Linked DNA regions of Zea mays: region 1 is linked to region 2. A link is a contact called in public Hi-C data. All regions are on one chromosome and are shown on one strand. The core of a region is the stretch at or near the end of the contact, and the rest is flanking DNA. Distances in the headings are between cores, read along the strand shown. Region 1 holds the start of LOC100285646 (syntaxin 132). Region 2 holds the start of LOC100193936.

Region 1 (5,465 bases), core at 1,782-4,281, 270 kb after region 2:
TTTGTTTTAGTTGAGTAAAACATGCAACCATCAATGAAGATATCCCCCTGCTCACAACGAGTAAGGCATGCAGAATTCTTGTAATTGGATATCTCTTTAGGCATGGAAAAGTAGAACACTTCCTCTCTGCTACTTTAGAAACCATATTCAAATCTTCCTAGGAGCAATTAATTTTGTGCAAGGGCAGGGCATATACCCAGTGCCCGAGGCTCCCACATGGGCGGGGTTTAGGGAAGGGATAAACAAAGGCAAGCCTTTCCCCCACAAATGCGGAGAGACTGCTTCGAACCCGCGACCCGGTGACTCAATGAAACAGCTCTCAGCACTACACCAGGCCTGGTTTGGGAAAAAATAATTTTGTACAAGTTTGTGTTTTAAAATCATCCTATGTTAATAAGATCTTATAATATCACAAAACAGCATAAGCATGACATGCATGGAAAGGAACACAGTACCTGAAAATCATCCATCCGTTCCTTCAATTTCTTTTTCACTGCTCTGTAGTAATTGGAAAAACATATTGAGTAAGCAACAAATGCATGTAAGCAAGTAAGCAGCATAACTAAAGGCTCTGATATGAAATGCAAATTTACCCAGTAGTTTGCTCTCTTGATCGGTCCACGGCAGAACCCTTTCCACATCCAGGTTTTTGCCTATTCGATAGGTTCTGTTCCAAAATGTTAGCGAGCAATTCAAGGTTAATTGTTGACAGCAGCACACAAGTCAGTTGATTTAAACAATTATAAATACCTATTTCATAAGTTCTCGAGAAATGCTGTTTGGTTCCAGTGAATTTAGCATTGTTTCGGAACAAAAAATCTTACAAAATGACATATAACAAAGTAAGGTAATGAGGTTCTCAATTTCATCTAGCAATTATCAGTAGTACGATTGACCAAGTTATGACACATCTATACAATTTCTGCAATAAGCATGGACAAATTTGATTTATATAGATATTGCTAAGACAAATACTGATAACTATCAGGGTCAAGCAAGAGCATACATCTCTTTCCAGTTCATCAACTTTTGTCTTTGCCTGACGAGCAATTTTCCCCACTTCATCAATATCTTTCTCCATCCGCTGCTTAATTGCTGTGAAAAAAGAATTGTTGCTTCTAACCATAAGCATAGAGGCAATTTCTAAAAGAATGCATACATATTTCAGATAATGGTTAAGTCTGCTAGAATAAACAAACACTTACCTTTCATGGAACTTGCTTTTGTAACTGCTTTGGATTCCTCATTTGCAGTCTACAGACAAAAAAATAGGTTTCTGATATCAATGCACATGTCAAACGTAGATTCACAAGGAAAATGGTAATCAAAAAACAAAAAATCCATTGTGAATACTAAACTCCAGGGTCGTTAGCTTAAGAAAAAGACAAAGAATGAATGGCAGAATGAACATGCCTGGAGCTTATTCAATAGATTTGACAGCTTTGCAATTATACTCTCAATTGCATCGACCTGTTACATCACAAAGCTTTACGTCATTAATCAGAAGGGGAATGTTGGAGTCGGACTAACAATACTAATGTAATTCGATGCAAACAGGAGAGTACATGTAATAACGTAAATATGGTAAGATGAAGAGACGCAAGCAGCAGAGTAATTATGCAAACAGCACCTTCTTCAAGAAATCTTTCAAGTTGTCTGAAGCATCAGCCTGATGCATTCCCATTTCAATATCTGCGTCTCTTGAGGAGTCCCGCCGAGGGAGCTCAAAGGAATCCTGTGAAACAGTAGTGTTCACAATACGTACCGCAGTTCAATCACATAAGAATAGTAAATTATACTAACTCATTTCTCGAATATTTGTCGCCCGATAGTTATTTGGGGTTTTTTATGGTGGTGCCCTCGGTTTTGCTGTTGTACTCATTTTTATCCTTAGTTGTGTTTTTTTCTCAGTTTTGTCATTCCAGTGCTATAGAATAGAATGACAAAACTGAGAAAAAAAAACACAACTAAAAGTAAAAATGAGGACACCAGCAAAACCGAGGGCACCACCATAAAAACACCTTATTTTTAAACTAAAACGCCACAGATAAAAAAGAAAAAAGAACCGAGTGAGTAGTTTATAAATCCAAAACGGAAAGCCTCGCACTGCATGTGCCAACAAACAACAGGACTGCGCCCCGCCCCCGCGTGAGAAACATCACCATTCAAATCCCAGCAGGGCTGACACACCCTCTCCATTCCAAGAGTGCAATTGGACAGATGTTACGATGGGCCATGAAAATGTTCTAGCCAAAGCGGATGAGAAAAAAAAAAGAACAAGCTTTAAAACACATCAAGCTCCAGTGAATACAAACCCTCCTGAACCCGAGCACTCCAACGGCAGCACTAAATGCAATGCAACTACTGGTGATCATTGCCGCTGTTCAAATATTCAATCAAGGTAACTGCTACACGAGCAGCTAATGCGAATGATCATTGAGGTGGTTGAAGCAGGACAGTCCACTCCAAAGGCAAAGGCAAGAGAAGAGGCACGGAACAAAAGGCAGCCGGAAGCTGAGCAAGCGCATCTTGCTTCCACCGCACAACGCAGCTGCTCCCGAACTAAAGCCACGCAGATCTAGGCGAGGCGAGCACCAGGCAAGCGGGCACCCTACCGCACGTAGCCGAGAAAACAGGGGCGGGTTCCTTCGACCGCACGCCCCGCATTCCGACCCGCGCGGCTCAAGCGATCCCTTCGGCCGCCGACCACTCCACCGCCGCTGCCTCCGGTCCCGCGAGCCAACCTATGGCTCCGCCGGCGGTCGCCGTGGGGGAGGAGCGGGCGGCGCCGAAAGGCCGTCTCCAGATCTCCAGCTCGCGCGGCGGATCCCGGCGAGCGGCGGAGTCCGCCCGGGGAGGGGGGGGGGGGGGACAGGGCGGAGGGAAGAGGAGACCGGGGTGGGGGGTCGCTTACCGTGAGGAGGTTGTTCATGGCGGCGAGGAGGGAGGGAGAGAGAGGGAGGGACAGGCGGGCGGGCGGCGAGGAGAGCGGAGGCCGCGGGACAGACGGAGGCGGGACCGGGGAAGGTGTGGCCGTTGCGCCGCAGAGGATGCTTTGAGCTGGGGGGAAGAGGTTGGGTGGGCAGAGGGTTAACGCTGCGGGTGCTGAGGCTGGCAGGTGGGCCATTCGAGGATCTCTTTCGGCAGGTAGGCGGCTGGCTGGCAAGTGCCATGGAAAGTTTTTTAAAAATTGCTTTCCATTTCCAGGGGTGTTTGCCTCGTCTTGTTCACCTCTGCCCTCTGCGCTGGAAGTGGAACACCGCGTCAGGTTGGCTTGCCACTGCCAGAGAGGTGCCTCAAACGGAGACAAAACAGCGGCGACGTCGGGCCCACCAGCACCGGACTCCGCGGGTGGCGCGCGGGGTCCACCCGCCGGTCGTCTCGCAGGTAGACCGGTGCGAACGAACTAACAGGAGGGCGAGGCTGGACCGCTGGAGCTGGAGTATGGAGGGGGCCCGGGTTTGGTCGAGAACGGAAAAACCGGCGAGAAAACCGAATTTCATCGTACCCTCAACGCTTTGTTGAAGATTTAAATTTAAACCACATGATTTCGCGTTTATCAGGCGATGTGCCAACCCTCAGCAACGACAAAACGTCTTTTGCCACCCAAAACCCATTTTAAAAGTTTCTATGCACATATTTTCAAATTTGGAAAAAAAATCGGCGAGAAACGGTGTTTTTTCATTGAAATTCTCAGTTATTTTGCTAGAAAATGATGGTTGGTAGTTTCTAATAAACCTAAAAGTTTAATATAAGAGTACTCAGAAAAATATTTAATCTTTCACAACATTTTTCTTGAATTCTATAAATATTTTATTTTAAAAAAAATTAAGCATAATCTTAGAAAACCGACCGAAAAATCCAGTTGTAATCCCTAGGACATCCTAGACTCTAGGATTTTAAATAGAAAGATGATTTTAGCCCATCACATCTCATCCGGTATCATTGCTACCAAATAAGTTCCAGGGGTTGGTGTGCATGGCCCACCGGGGCCAAGCCGTCCGAACTATAGGACAACGCAAACATGTCTTCCTCACTGTAAAAAAATACTTCATCTGATTTTTAGTATAGATTTAACATTCTCAGGGGCGGAGCCACAGGAAGAGCAAAGTGGGCCATGGCTCCCTATTTTTTAAAACCATATATATCTTATATATATTCTGTTAATTACAGATAACATTAAAGCGTGGATGAGCCAAAACAAACCTCCGTGGGCCTCCTCCGGTCCATTGCGAGCTATGGTTGTTTTGTTGGCTCCTCCATTTGCTACAAACCCACAACCATGGTTGTTAGCTTACACCACCTAGTCAACGGTTTCAAGGATCTACCGTTGTCGTGTCTCCCCACATTTAAATGATAAAAACTAAAATTATATATAAATAGAGGCTTGAATCATAGTTGTTGGCTCCACAACCACAGTCACATCTAAATAACCAACATAACACATGTGTTTTTATGTGAAGTACTTTATAACTATAAATGGAAAACGTAACAACATATGGATACTTTGCTAGTTATTATGCAAATATACGATGCAACCCATCTGATAATATTCGTTTATGGTCGTAAATATTAATACCTTTTTGTTTACACTTTGATTAAACTTTGCATTTCGTAAACTCTTCGAAGAGCGACCCAATCATAGCGGTGGACCGGTGGTCCATATTAGCGCACTGGCGGATTAGTTGTGTGTCTTTAAAATGGAGGCAGCCAGTGGATGAGATGGTCTAACTTGTGTGTCTTTAAAATGTGTAGCCGTTTCGGGATTCACCCTAGTTGCATCCCCTTCATTTCACTAGTTTGATTCCTTCTGTTGTGCAAGCAAAATCAAAACCCTTAAACTTGTCGAAAGTACACCACGACCTTAGCGGCTCCTTGGTGACTCCTAGCCGTCTAAGAACCAAGGTACCATTTGGTTCATAAAATGTAACGTAAATGGTAATGGTAATAATTCACACTTAAATACCGGCGGTAACAAATTTGAATAAGGTGGTATCCATTTATAGTGTGGTATCGATTACGGTTTGACTTAAACAAACACGATTTAACGTTATCTGTTCATATGTGAATCAAACGGCACCCAAGATCCAACGATACAGACACGAACAACGAGAATGAAGAATGCCTCAATTGCTCAAGTGTTGGATTTGCTCTAAAATTGAATTTGCTCTTTTCAAATGTGTCTTTCGAAACGAGGATTTAGATATTGAGTTTAAGAAAACTCTCAAAGATAAATTGCGCCGAAAGAAAGAGAAGAAGAAGATCCCGTCGCCACGAAGCCCACTGTGCAGATCGCCTCATCGTCGTCATGAGCCCACCCACCCACCCACCGCCATAAAAAGCCATTGCGGCTCACGGCCCACGAGACTCCGAGATGCCCGGGCGACACCGCGGATCGCTCGCCAGTCGCCACGCGGCTCCACCGTCGCCAAACGTCCCCGACCGACGGACGCGGCGACGCACGT
Region 2 (5,044 bases), core at 1,185-3,684:
CATAAATGAATCATGCATGTCCCACCCGAATGATTTTGTGAGCTCCTTTGTAGAGACACTGCTGTCATTATACTGCAACTTATAGAAGAGTGACTGTAGAGCTAAAGGGATGCTTCCTGAGGGCATATCATTCTCAGTGGTGGGCATGTGATAAACAGCCTGGCAAGAAATATCTGTAGTTAGCTGCATCTATCCAAGCAGGTTGAGCAGGGGAGCAATGACATGTGAATTTTCTCGTTTGTACCTTTCTGAAATATGGGATGTGGTACAGCGTCTGAAGAAGAGAATTCATATAGCAGGTAGCACCTTGATTTTTAAGACCAACATAGCCAGTTTCCTTTTTAGAGTCATAACTCCAATAGTCAACAACTTTACATACAGCAACTTCAGCTTCCACTATACAAGTATCATTTACAAGATAACCTCTACTGTGGTTGTAGAGTTCACCCAACGGCATAAATGAAGTGAAACCCCAATCACTTTCTCGAGCAGAGAACTGATGTTGTGTTTCTGCAAGAATTATAAGTCAGACGCCTAAGTTTGTCACTAAAACCTCAAAGTATGGAAGCCAATCAATATCTTGACATGTGCTAGGTTGAAAAACAAGGGCAAGATAAAAGAATGGACCTTTTCTTATTGTGAATTTGTTGTGAATTTGATTAACCACAGAGAGGCTGAATTGTGCATATCTAGTCCACCCATAGGGCAATACCCCAGAATCAGCCACATCCAAATACATAGATAAGAATTCAACATTATTTCCCCTTGGGAAAATCAAGATTCGCCTGCAAAGCAAAAAGGACTCCATCAAATACAAAAAAAAAGGTAAAATTAAATAAATATACTAATTTGGAGTAAAATGGAAATCAATAGGCACTTACCACTTGTAGCCTCCGACAACAAAGATTTCGGAGTACAGCTTCTTCGTGCTAACTCTTGATAGGTTCTCAATGGTCCAAGTAAATCTCGATATTGGTGGATCCTCTATCTGTTGGTTTTCCACAGTAGCAGCTGGCTCAGCAGGCACAACTGGCACAATAAAAGAAAGAAACCATCTGATAAACTCAAATGTGATCGCATAACAAACAAACCAAAGAAAAAACAAAGGAGTTCAAGTTTATTTATGGTGCATAAAGGCTCTAAAAAATTCGCTGTGTACAAAGAAGTGAAGAACAAGCAGAAAGTAACTTTAACCTACAGCAAACAGTAACCAAAATGCACCCCCACACATAAAGTCCTCATGCCAATGTGATTTTGCATAAAAACACAACTATGGTCAATCATGACAATTAAAAAAACTTACATCAGCATAAAAACATCAAATGTGTGGGCACACACAATCTATCCAGCATTAACTCAACTTAACTCCTCGAAAACAGTACAATAATCTAGTGACAGTCACATACACAATATATAAGCTATAAATAAGTGCATAATAAAATGAACAGACTACATAAGACATTACAGCTAACAGCTCCATACAAAACAGCAGTACCAAATCATAGAACAAGCAAATAAACAATCACGCTGCATGTCATAAAGTGATAACTCTGGCCACAACACTTACAAGGTCACCATTTGCACAAAAAAAAATGAAAATAATCAGGGTATAGAGTAGCAACAGCACCACACATGAATAGCAAGCAGATAAAAATTCATAGCAAATAGGAGGCAGAAAAATGCAGCATATCTAGGCAGCTGGCCTGAGTATTTAGACATCACAAGTCACGGAACATCAACTAACGAGCTGACAGGCCATATAACGAAACTAGGAATAACGTGATGAGCAAACTGAACTAATCGCTAGGCGAGATGGGCCAACCAGACCTTCCATTGGCTGCGCTCCATTGGGCAACTCCAGGTGCGGGCCATACGGCACCAGCACCTCCTCTTCCTCATGCTGCTGCTGCGAGAAAAACACGAGAGAGGCACAATATCAGATCCATTGCTCCAACCTCGCGAGGGGGTATCAAAACCCCGAACCCTAGAATTCCGTACGCGCGCGCGGTGGGCACGCCCAGACCTACACGCCACGCCAGAACTCCAACCCAGAAACCAACCCCAGAGCCCTAGGGCAACGGCGCCCGCCGCGCCTGACGGCCGGGATGCGCACGGCATCGCGGACCGATGCAGCAGGCAGGTCTCGCGCGAGGAGGCGGGAAATGAACGGAGGAGGGGGGGCATCTGCCCCTCGCACACACGCTTACCTCGGCGGGCGGCGGCGAGGTCGTCATGGCCGGCGGGACGCGGGCGGCGGGTAGCGAGGGAGTCAAGGAGGGGAGGTGCTGGTCGCCGGCGGCGACGTGGGGCCCACCCGGAAGTGGGTTACGGGAGTGGTGGTCGAGGGAGGTGGAGATCGCGACTCGCGAGTCGGGGGAGGCGGAGGAGAGAGAAAGGGAAGAGGAGAGGAGAGAGAGAGAAGGTTTTGGACCCGTGGAAAGTTCCAGGCCTCGTGCGGAGGCTTGCGGGGCAAGAACGGTGCGCTGGTGGACGGCTAGGATGAAGGGCAAGTGTGGGATGGACGGCCGCGATATTATGGGCTCGATGCGGCAGACCCCTTCTCCCATGCGATTCACCGTTGCATTTGGCGAACTAGTTTTTCAGTGCGTTGGACAGATTTTCAGTCCTCGTTCCCGCACGGGGATTATACACCCGATGGGATCCCGTCCCCTGATGGCCTGATAACCCTCGTTAAACAGCAGCACAAATTTGAAAAAAAAAACTCTAGACTTTATAGAATTAATAGAGTATTCGTATTAAAAGGGGTATCTTTTTTTCGAAAATCTGTCTCAAAAGATACCTCTGGTTAAATGTGGTTGATCCAGAGCAATCTTAAATAGGCCACCGATCGAAAAAATCTTCTGAGGTACGTATAAGTAAGAACAAAGTATGTATAAAAGATTTGTGTTAGTTTGTAAAAAGTCTATCAGGGTGTTTGGTTTCTAGGGACTAATTTTTACTCGCTTCATTTTATTTCAAATTAGTCTCTAAATTACCAAATACAGAAATTAAACTAGATTTTAGTTTTCATATTTAGCAATTTAGTGAGTAAAATCAAATAAAATAGAGAGACTGAAAATTAGTCCATATAAACCAAACACTCTTTATGTTTCTAGAGAACTGCTAGAAGTGAATACGGTTGGTCCGGAAGTGACGCAGGTTAGAGTAACACATGCATGAAAAATATAAAACAGATTAATATAGATAAGACTCCAATGAGGCACTGACCCGTCATCCATCAACATTCAACAATTACATCGGCATCAAAGCAAAGGCTCAGCCATCAGACCATCCCCATCACCACCGAGTTCAAAACATTAACACAAGAATACAGCTAAGCAAGATAGTGATGTCCAGTGTCTCGTACTCTAATGTTACACTCTGTAAACCCTAGAATGGGGTCGTAGAACTTGAGTTTCTAAATAAATAATATTAAGGTGATTTTGTTATGTGATTCACTATTGGAGCATATTTTTTAGGGTTAAAAAATATATATAATAATAAGATGAAATATTCGAACTTGTACTCCAAGCTGAAATTGTTTTGGTTTGTGCATATCTGGATTTATTACCTAAATTGGGATTTGAGTTCAAAATTCGAAATTTAGGAGAGAAGCATCTTGATTAAGTAAATTAACTTCCCATAGCTAAAACACTATTAGGTAGAATAAATAATATCAAAATCTGCAGTAAGAATTTTGTCCATATTGAAAATCATGTGGTACAATTAAAACCTGAAGTTCAAATCTAAACTAACAATTTAGTTTGAAATTGGAAACAAAACAAAGAAAAAGAAAGAATAAGGTGTTAACCGAATTGGGCCTTAACCTTGATTTTGGCCCACGACCTCTCTCCACCCACTTGGCCCAACCGGGTAACATGTCGCGCTGACAGGGGGGCGACCTGTCAGCCACCCCACTTTGCGCGCCCTGCACCGCCCACCAGGGGACCTCCTGTCCGTCAGCCCCGCGCCGCGCTTCGTTCCACTTACCTGTGGGCCCTTATCGTCAGGCTCATCCCTTACCTTCCGTCCAAACCGGGATCGGCTGTTAGGACACGGTCGGGGGCTGCCGACCTCCCCATAACAGGACCGCCCTGGACTCGCCCGCGATGCGCGGAGTCCGTTCGTGGTGCCCAGCCGTGGTCTCCCTCTGTTATCTGGACCCACCGGTCGGAGCCATCCTCTTCTCCTCCCTATATTTTCTCCGCGTCCAGCACTAACAGCACGACGAAATCCTCCGGGGGACTCGGTCTTCACTACCGCGACCGCCGTTCTTCTGCCCGGAAACCGTGCGCTGCAACGAGTATATATCGAGACCCGTTCCCTAGGTTCCGAGCCGTTTTGGCGTAGCTCCGAGTCTCACCGGTGCCGCAGGGGAGAGAGAGAGAGAGAGGAAGCTGTACACCGCCGTCGCGTCCCCGATTTCGGCCCTGTGAGTCTCTCCGTGCGTCGGGGATTGAACCGGGGAGTTCCCTGCTGTGGATTGGCGGCCGGAGCCCTTGAATTTCGTCGTCGTGGTGCGAACTCCGCCGCGTGTCCGCCAAACTCAGTGGGGCGGTTCGTCCAATGCCTGAATCAAGGTAAGAAACCCTCATCTAGTTCGTCTTGTTGGTTACATCGTGTAGCTCCGTTCAATTTGACAGAGGTCGGGGAGGTAGCAGGATCGGTCTGCGCCGGCGTGATGCTCACCGCCGTGGAGATCGGAGTGCCGCTAGCTATGCGCTATTGGTAGAAGAAAACCCTCGTCCGCTGATCTAACCACCAATGGCTAGGATTAGGTCAAGCTGTATCCCTCTGCGCGATGCATCGTGACCATAGATCTAGTGATGACCGGCTCTGGGTGCATACAGTTCCATGTGGGATCTAGCCCGTTGGATCAAGATCGAGTGTGCGGGTTTCCATCTCAATATTTTAAATCCCGAGCGTTGTTATTTGATCGGGTGGCTGGGGTGGCGTACCGGTTGGGGGCCAACCTGATCTAATCTGAGCTCTTGGATTTGAATCCGACGGCCCAGCAATACTCATACCCCTTCGCCATGGCAGA

Evidence for each region. A called contact is a pair of places that touch in the nucleus more often than the background predicts.
Region 1: a Hi-C map of leaf mesophyll shows a contact between it and region 2, with 4 times the contacts expected there. The contact joins the promoter of LOC100285646 here to the promoter of LOC100193936 in region 2. A contact is called at or near these places in 4 of 25 Hi-C or Micro-C datasets (ear, endosperm, leaf and 1 more).

The regions. Positions count from the first base shown.
Region 1 is chr7:7,723,798-7,729,262 of Zm-B73-REFERENCE-NAM-5.0, forward strand. LOC100285646 (syntaxin 132) reads right to left here and starts at 3,032. Exons shown (of 12, transcript NM_001158537.1): 1 at 2,915-3,032; 2 at 1,631-1,735; 3 at 1,414-1,470; 4 at 1,206-1,254; 5 at 1,007-1,095; 6 at 594-667; 7 at 456-498. The coding sequence starts at 2,932. It overlaps LOC103631975 (nipped-B-like protein B), which reads left to right and starts at 5,364. Exons shown (of 2, transcript XM_008653830.3): 1 at 5,364-5,465.
Region 2 is chr7:7,455,662-7,460,705 of Zm-B73-REFERENCE-NAM-5.0, forward strand. LOC100193936 reads right to left here and starts at 2,435. Exons shown (of 32, transcript NM_001359352.1): 1 at 2,208-2,435; 2 at 1,828-1,906; 3 at 882-1,029; 4 at 628-785; 5 at 245-510; 6 at 1-159. The coding sequence starts at 2,234.